Linked DNA regions of Danio rerio: region 1 is linked to region 2. The links are chromatin contacts, called in public Micro-C maps. All regions are on one chromosome and are shown on one strand. The core of a region is the stretch at or near the end of the contact, and the rest is flanking DNA. Distances in the headings are between cores, read along the strand shown. Region 1 has its middle 76 kb from the start of rps24. Region 2 has its middle 12 kb from the start of rps24.

Region 1 (4,201 bases), core at 1,589-4,088, 65 kb after region 2:
AAAGCAATATGAATTAGCACCCAGATGTATTCTTCAAGAGAAAATCAAAATGGAACAATGGTGCCCTGCTAATATATTTAAACCATGTCATTTCTCTCGCGCCTTACACAACTTATCTATTACAGCTTGCGTGGGATCCGTTAGGCAGTTCCTTTTTTCATGTCGAGCCGTGTACAGAGGGAAGACCACCCTCATTGGGAATTGAGTGCAAGTTAATTTCAACCCACACAATGACACAATCTCGAAGACTGCAGAACAGTCTTTTGTACAGCACGTCTCCCCCAACCCAGTCAGTGGGAGGCATTAGCATCCCTGTCATCAGTGCCTGAGAGCCATCACTGCTTTGAAGGATTAACTTCATTAGCATGTTTTCATGCCACTCGTCTTCTAATTGCCCAATTGAAGCGCCCACTTGTTGTGCTTGTGAAACATGCCTGGACTCACAAGGCAGAGTCCAGGACTTCTGTCTCAAGGTTATCGCGTTTGTTTTATCAAGTTATATTGATGTTGGTTGAACTTTTCCATCGTTGTTGAGGCCTTTGGCGTGTTCAGAAACAAGTCAGAATTTGTTTAAGTTCCGTTTTAGTGTTGGCTGTAATTCAGATTGGAATTGAGATATTCTTTTGAATGGAAATGAGCTTGAGTTGAATTTGAAGTGGGGTTGAAACTGTTTTTCAATTATACAAGAAAACTTTGTCAAGACAGAATGTAAAATTTGATTGAATAAAATGGTTTATTCTATAAGCTACTGATGACATTTCTTCCCGATTTAAAATAGAAAATGCCATCATTTATAGCTTTTTGTGCATAAAATATCAAAACGATGTCATGGTTTAAGACATGTTTATATTTATTTTGGACATCACAATAAAAATGTTCTGTATCTTTAAAAATGTATATATCTTTGCAAATATACACTTATAAACAATAACATTGAAATATAATTTGAAAATAGGAACATTTGTGTCTCTGGATTAATTGGTTTCAGTATGGGTTTGAATAAAATGTTAAAATTGTGTTAAAAGTTTTCCTTTATAAAAGGTGGCTAACATTTCTTTCAAATTTTACGTTTTCCCAAAAAAGAGCAGTTTGTCACATTAACAGATGTGTTCAATTGTTGTGAATGAAACTCTTCAGATATTCAAACTGTATTCAAATATGCAAATATTTATTTTGTAACTTTTCTGAAGTTAAAACATTAGTGTTGTGATGTGTAAAAACATAGCATCTTTTTGATATTTTATGCACAAAAAGCTATAAATGACAGCATTTTTTTTTAAATGTAAAGAAATGTCATCGGTAGTTTCTAGAATAACACATTTTACTCAAATCATAAATTAATTATTAAAATAAGAACTCTTCAAATTTTTTTTATATACAATGATATTATAAATCTGCATTTAATATTTAAAATGCGTAAACCTTAAAAAGTCTTAAATTCACTTTAATATTGTGTTGTAGGTCTTAAATCATGTTAAACAGGTCTTAATTTTCCTATGTCCAAGTTTTTATTGCAAAGAGATACAATTTACAACATTTGTTAGATCTGTTAGATTAAATTTACAGCAAATTCTCTAAAATAAATTCCCTAAGCAGGGAAAGAAAACTAAAGCAACACATCCCTTTACATGATCTTCCAATAACACAAAAACTATTTACAGAAGTAACCGACCCATTAGAAAAAATCCTTGGTGTTTAGCCCTTCATAAGTCTTAAATTTCATTCCTAATGGTCTTATAAAGTTGAATCAGAATTTTTATAATGTTTAACAGAGCAAGGAAATGTTCACTGATCAATGTCGGATAATATTTTTTGTTTCGGAGAAAGTCTTAATTGTTTTATTTTGGCTAGAATAAATTTTTAAAAATTCATTTAGGGTCAAAATTATTAGCCCCTTTAAGCTAAATATTTTTTTCTTGATAGTCTACACAACAAACCATCATTATACAATAACTTGCCTAATTACCCTAACCTGCCTATAGTTAACCTAATTAACCAAGTTAAGCCTTTAAACGTCATTTTAAGCTGTATAGAAGTGTCTTGGAAAATATCTAGTCAAATATTATTTACTGTCATCATGGCAAAGATAAAATAAATCAGCTATTAGATATATGTTATTAAAACTATTATGTTTAGAAATGTGTTGAAAAAAACTTGGGGAAAAAATAAACAGGGAGGCTAATAATTCTGACTTCAACTGTGTGTATATATATATATATATATATATATATATATATATATATATATATATATATATATATATATATATATATATATATATATGAAGTGCATTAACAGTTTACAAACTGTATATAGACTGAAATGTTGCCTACAGACATGCATATTAGTGTGGCTTGCCATTCCTTTTCAAATTCCACATTAACTTCCAGCTGTAGGTGTGGCCAGATCAGTTCAAATACACACTCACGCATGCAGACAATTTGTCAGGTGTATTCCTGCAATGTATTGTGATCAGGGACATCATGCTTCCTTTTTAAGGGGTACTGGAGGAAGTATTGGCTTACTTGGAGATACAATACAGTACAGATACAATAAGGTAACACTTTGTAACAACTGAGCAGTTTTTCCTAAGAATCAGAGTTGTACTACACATTCCATTTATTCAAATAGCCATGGTCATTTTATTCAAATGTTTGAGCAGAGGGAATAAAACAGCGAGAGACTATTGCATCAAACATTTCCATCCAGTGTCACCCTGCCTCAGCGACCACAGGGAGAGATGGAAATCCAAAATCAAAGTAGCATGTATACATAGCCCGCGGCCCTCCTCTCATTTCCCTTATGAATCACAAATACAGATACTGCATGCCTAAACTCAAGCCCTTGCCCTCTGAAGTTCTCTGCTACATGATGTCATGAACAGGAAGGTATTTCTCAGTCTCAACCTGTCTGCTCATGCCAGTTCTCCAGTAATACGATACACATCTAAAGGCTCTGAGAAAATGCTGGTCATTCTCACACAAGGGCTTCATTTATTTCCTGAGAAGGAGGCTCATTTCCCCCGCAATGCAGCCCCGGACTGCGTTTTATGCAGCAATTGAAAGTCCTAATGCACTTATTGCATGATCAAGTGATGTAAGGGATGCTGCGTTTATGCAACACGCAGTGAACACATTTAAATGCCAACTTTATTTTCACTTCAACATTGTGTAATCCAAACATGGGATCATTTGTTGTGTATTGGCTAGCAATTACCAACATCAATGATTTAAAGTGAAATGTAAAAGATGAATGTCAAGGTTTGTTAGAAAAGCTTTCAATGTCAAAACGCCGTGCCTCTGAGAGGTTAGAGAATGTCTGATTTAAGAACCAACAATCAATAGACTTAAAAAGGTTATGTGGATCAATATAAAATTGTTTAGATCACTAGCGCTATCATTTGATTATTGCTATCTTGAAGAAAAGAAAACATCTTCTGTTAAAGGTGAACAATGATGTTACATAAACGGATAGTTCACCCAAAACTGACAATCATCATATACTCATCCTTTACTTTTCACAGCCTGTTTTAGTTCCTTTTTTCTTTTAAAATCTAAATAAGTTATTTTGAAAATTGTTGGAAACCGGTAAATATTGACATTCATAGTATTTGTACTAGTATCATATTTGTATCATCATTGTTCATAGTATCGGTTTCTAACATATTCGGTTTACCGGTTTCTAACATACTGTTGTGATGAGTCAGAAGGCATTGAATCCATTTGCAAGCTTTATTAAGAGCACACATACAAACAAACACAAAGGGGCAATCCAGGAGACAGACCGTGGGACAGGCACAAGTTCAAAGGCAGGCAGATATCTTACTGGTCAGAATAACAGGCTGGAGATCAGAGGCAGGCAGATGTCTTTCGTAATCGTAGAACAAGCACAGGGTCAGAAACACAGATCAGTCCGAAGCAGGGAGTATGGAACGCTCAGAAATGACAGCCAGGCAAATCAAGACTTCGCAACGAACCGGAGCGTGAGTGTGGTATATATACACGAGAGCTGATGAGTTGCACCTGGACCGTAATCAGTGCCAGGTAGCAGGGCTTATGGGATTTTGAGTCCGTGAGTCGAATCAGAATTCTGGCGATGGTTCCCTCTGGTGGTGCACAAGAGGGTTGGCATCGCCCTCATTTACAACAGAACCCCCCTCCTGCGAGCGGCTCCTGAAGCGAGAAGGCACCTGACGCCGGGG
Region 2 (4,590 bases), core at 1,336-3,835:
TTGTTTCCCCAGCTACAATACTGATCAACATTTGAATAAATCAAAATCAATTAAAAAAATTGCCCTAAGACAATAATAGGTGTTGTTCAATAGTTTTACGACAACTTTGATAACCACTTCAAATGTTGACTACTATAGTAAAAGGCCTGCTTTAGTATACCATAAGGAGCCACAGATATTCATTTTGTTTTATGTGTACACATCGTTCCACCTTTAAGCCACTTAACTGCATTTTATGAATCACCAAGGACTGTGTTCAGCTAGAACTCTTTATTATTCTGCTTCAGAAAACAAGCTGGAAATGTTCATTTTGGGGTGCTTAAAAGTCCTCCCCCAGCGATGCCCAAACTAGGGCCCGCGGGCCAAAGTTGCCCCATGGTAACTTTTGATTTGGCCCTCCATCCCATCTGAGAAGAGGGGGGAATGATGTGGATGGTTTAGAGATTGCCATTTCAGATTTAATGTAACCTTTTATTTGTTTGTTTTATTGTTAGGCTACAATATATATATATATATATATATATATATATATATATATATATATATATATATATATATATATATATATATATATATATATATTGAAATAAATTGTTTCAATTTAAATGCTGTAGTTCAGTTTAAAATGTACATACTGTGACTTGACGGATAGGGGACAATGCAGAGACTTTGGTGGGCAAATCAAGGATCTGCTTGACTGGTGTATTCAGCATTGAACTCCCTTGTGTTAAAAATGATTGTTTATGCTTTTAGTGCAGTAAGTTACAGTTAAAAAGTTACACTGCATTAGTTAATACGATTCAAAGTGAGGTTTTCTATATATATATATATATATATATATATATATATATATATATATATATATATATATATATATATATATATATATATATATATATATATATGTAAATATATATATATTATGAAATAAATGAGGAAACTGCCCATAGCAACTGTATATTTATCAACCCAAGGCTCTCAATGATATTTGATTTTTGGCCCTTCATACAAAAAAGTTTGGGCAGCCTTGGCCTACACTCTCAATAAATTGATACCCTTTCACATATACAGTTTTATTTCACTAATTTAAAATATACTAATACTATTTTAAATAAAAATTTAACATTTAATAAAAATACTAATTTAATCACTAATTTAAAAAAAATGCTTTTAGTTAGTCAGCTCTGAGATGACTGTGCTGTCTCAAGTGAAGAATTTATGCATCAGTTTACTTTTCCAGTTCCCCTAAGGAATATGTCATTGTTTTTGGTGCAATCCCTGGTTGAGTGTTATACCTTTAGTCAAATCTGGCCATAAAGGTTCTTTAGAATGTTTGATTTTTGACAACACCAAAACTCTTCTTAGTTGTATGTCAAACAAAGATATTTGCTTCGTTATTAAAAGTTCTCAGATCTCTTTACCTGCTTGCATAGGGGTGTGGAATCATATATTTAATGACATTGGGAACAGTTTTGGCTTCTTTGGAAAAACATTGTCTTTATCTTCTAAAGCTGTCGAAGTCTCAATCAAAATAATTCCTAATTGCTACCCAATAGATACCAAACTAGCTAAATTTAATAACGATATTTTCCCTGAATACTCATTTTGTACTCAATATGACGAAACACTAAATAAAGTTTTTGGAAGTGTACATAATGTAAAGTGTTTTGGGTTGATTTTTCCAATTTAATTAAATAATTTTTATTTCCAAACTTTTGTATATCCCCAAAAATTGTATCGTTTGGTTACTCTCTGAACTTAAACCCTTCTCATTGTGAATTTAATATTAATTTATTGCTTTTTCTGGATACATTTTACATGCATAAATGTAAATTTTCACAGGAACACCCTTACTTTTTTCCGTTCAGTGCTCCGGTTCAAAAGACATGTGCTATAGGTGAATTGGGTAAGCTAAATTGTGTGTAGTGTATTTGTGTGAATGAGTGGTTATGGATGTTTCCCAGTGCTGGGTTGCAGCTGTAAAGGCATCCGCTGCATAAAACATATGCTGGATAAATTGGCGGTTAATTTCGTTGTGGCAACCCCAGATTAATAAAAAAGACTTAAGACTCTAATATTTATATTGTATCTAAATTCTTTCTTGGTTTAAATCATTTAAACTTGTTTAATTTGCTGGCATTTTATTTATTTAAACCTTTTTGTCTCTGCTAAAATTGTATCTTTGTACGTTCTTTATTGCATCAACAATCTCTGTCTCTATAAATGCCTCAGATCTGCCACTAAGCGGCGCCGTTTGCCTTGTTTTAGCGCCTTGACTCTTTGCAATAATCAGTCACACATACCACACACAAAAACACATTCCCTGTGGTGAGGCTGATTCAATATTCCACCAGCTGATTTATGCAGAACAATTCTCCACAGGAATGGCTGGAGCCAGGCAGAGGAGGGGGTAAAACATCTCAAAAAAAGACTGTGGTAAAAATAATTATCTCTGGTGTCACTGTAGCAACAATCTTTGAGGCTGATGTCAATGAAATATTGAGCAGCACAATCACTTTGAATGTGATCTGAGGAGGGCTGGCGGTGGGTCAGGCAGAGCCACAGGAGCGCGCTTAGAATCTTCCGGAAACGTGGGCTGAATGCAGAGCGGCCGCGCACCACTGTCTGCAGTCATTTAATATGTCAAAACACTCCCGCTTCTCCTCGTCCGCGAACCTGGCGTCTGCCAGTTTGCTTTTTCTAAATGAATGTCACGTCTGTGAACGATATATAATTAATATCGCGTTGAATTATTTCTCCATCTCATGTTCTTCCATGTTTCTTTGTGTGTGCGGCGTGTTTTTCCTTGCGCGCGTTGTTGATCTTCACGCGCTCGAGCGTTGAGTTTGTCGTGGTTTCGTTGGAAAGTGCAGAAATTCTCCTTCACTGGCTGCTGTTTAACCTGCTTAAAAGCAAGTGGTCAGCAAAATGTTTCTTTTTAGCACCGTCATCACATTGACCACGACCTTTTAAAGAGATTTGCATAGAAACATGGGTCTTTGCTGACAAAGGATGCATGCAGATTGCTCTCTTTAAGGTATAAAGAGGTACAGGTATTGCTCAACCTCAGGAGAACTTCATTGAACAACACCATTATAGTACAAGTGTGATGTCTGATTTTTTTTATTGCCTGAATTTAACAAGCTTGTTTTTTCCCTTTCTCGCTCTCCCTCTCTTTCTCTCTCTCTGAAGTAAAACTGAGCTTATGACATACTTTACTTTGACCAACTCTTAAGTAGGTCGATTGAGTTGAGGCGTCCTTGATGTCTGTCTCTGTGCGGTATGAAGAACAAAACATGAGGTCTCCTTGACTTTCTTGTACTGTATTTTCAGTTACAGAAACATTTACTGTTCGTCGGCTTGTGATCTTTCGCTTGCTTTTTCAGATACATAACTACAGGTAGGATATCTGTTGGGTATTTTCTTAATATATGATCAGTCATCTTGAGGTGCACAGTGAAAGGTAGTTAGGCCTCATGGTAAACTTTAAAGCATAGTTAATCCAAAACAGAAGCCTGGAGAGTGACGTGGTTTCACTTTGTTGACCTAAAATGGAGATATTTTAAAGAATGAAGTAAGTACACTTCCAGAATTTTGAAAAATACCACTAAACTTAGTGGTTTATGGTTTTGAATAGCATTTAATATGTTCTTTAGTGTTCAGCAGATAAAACCAACTCAAAAAATGGAATAAGTGGAGGGTAAGTAAATGATGATAGAAATTTTATTTTAATGCCTTTAGTCTGTCTTCTTAAAATTAAGTGAACTACAAAAAACAACACCATAGCTTTGAATGAAATATTTTTGCAACAATGTAAAAGTCATAACTTTTGATTGTTAATTTTACATTACAGGGTGTCCACGGGGTCTTAAAGTATTAAAAGTTGATAAATCAAAAATGAGAAGGTACCTTAAAAGGTGTTAAAAACTCTAAATCATGTTTTCACAAGGTCCTAAATTTTGTTCAAGTGTTGTCTAAAGTGTTTGACTCCAAAAAAGCATAAACATATTTCTTTTTTTTCCTAATGTTGGTTCGAGCCTCGGTTGGGTCAGCTGGCGTTTCTGTGTGGAGTTTGAATGTTCTCCCTGCGTTCGCGTGGGTTTCCTCCGGGTACTTCGGTTTCCCCCACAGTCCAAAGATATGCGGTACAGGTGAATTGGGTAGGCTAAATTGTCTGTAGTGTGTGTGTGTGTGAGTGAGTGTGTGTGGATGTTTCCCAGAGATGGGTTGCAGCTGGAAGGGCATCCGCTGCGTAAAACATGTGCTGGATAAGTTGGTGGTTCATACCGCAGTGGCGACCTCGGATTAATAAAACTAATGAGACTAAGCCGAAAAGAAAAAGAATGTATTTTCCTCCTAATATTAACAACGGCATGCTTGATCCATGCGATTTGTTTCGGGCCGGGGCGTGTTTGACCAAACTCCACCGTTCGGTTGATGTCACGTAATTTGAAACAAACACAGGAAGGTGATGTGTCGCTTTCCACATATAGGGAAACGCACATAATGCCACATAATGGCAAAACGGGAAAATGTAAGTTTGCGTACTCCTGGTTGGAGAAAGATGAGTTTAAACAGGGCTGAAGCCTG

Evidence for each region. A called contact is a pair of places that touch in the nucleus more often than the background predicts.
Region 1: a Micro-C map of caudal fin shows a contact between it and region 2, with 3 times the contacts expected there. The contact joins two enhancer-like sites. A contact is called at or near these places in 3 of 18 Hi-C or Micro-C datasets (caudal fin, embryo and hematopoietic stem cells).

What each region holds. Positions count from the first base shown.
Region 1 is chr13:33,695,848-33,700,048 of GRCz12tu, forward strand. No RefSeq gene overlaps it. Among named protein-coding and RNA genes, the nearest start is that of rps24, 76 kb to the left of the region's middle. Within about 2 kb of position 2,839, at least 10 of the 62 cell types and tissues checked have an H3K27ac peak or open chromatin away from gene starts, as enhancers often do. A contact at or near this core is called in caudal fin, where this site is marked.
Region 2 is chr13:33,631,451-33,636,040 of GRCz12tu, forward strand. No RefSeq gene overlaps it. Among named protein-coding and RNA genes, the nearest start is that of rps24, 12 kb to the left of the region's middle. Within about 2 kb of position 2,586, at least 39 of the 62 cell types and tissues checked have an H3K27ac peak or open chromatin away from gene starts, as enhancers often do. A contact at or near this core is called in caudal fin, where this site is marked.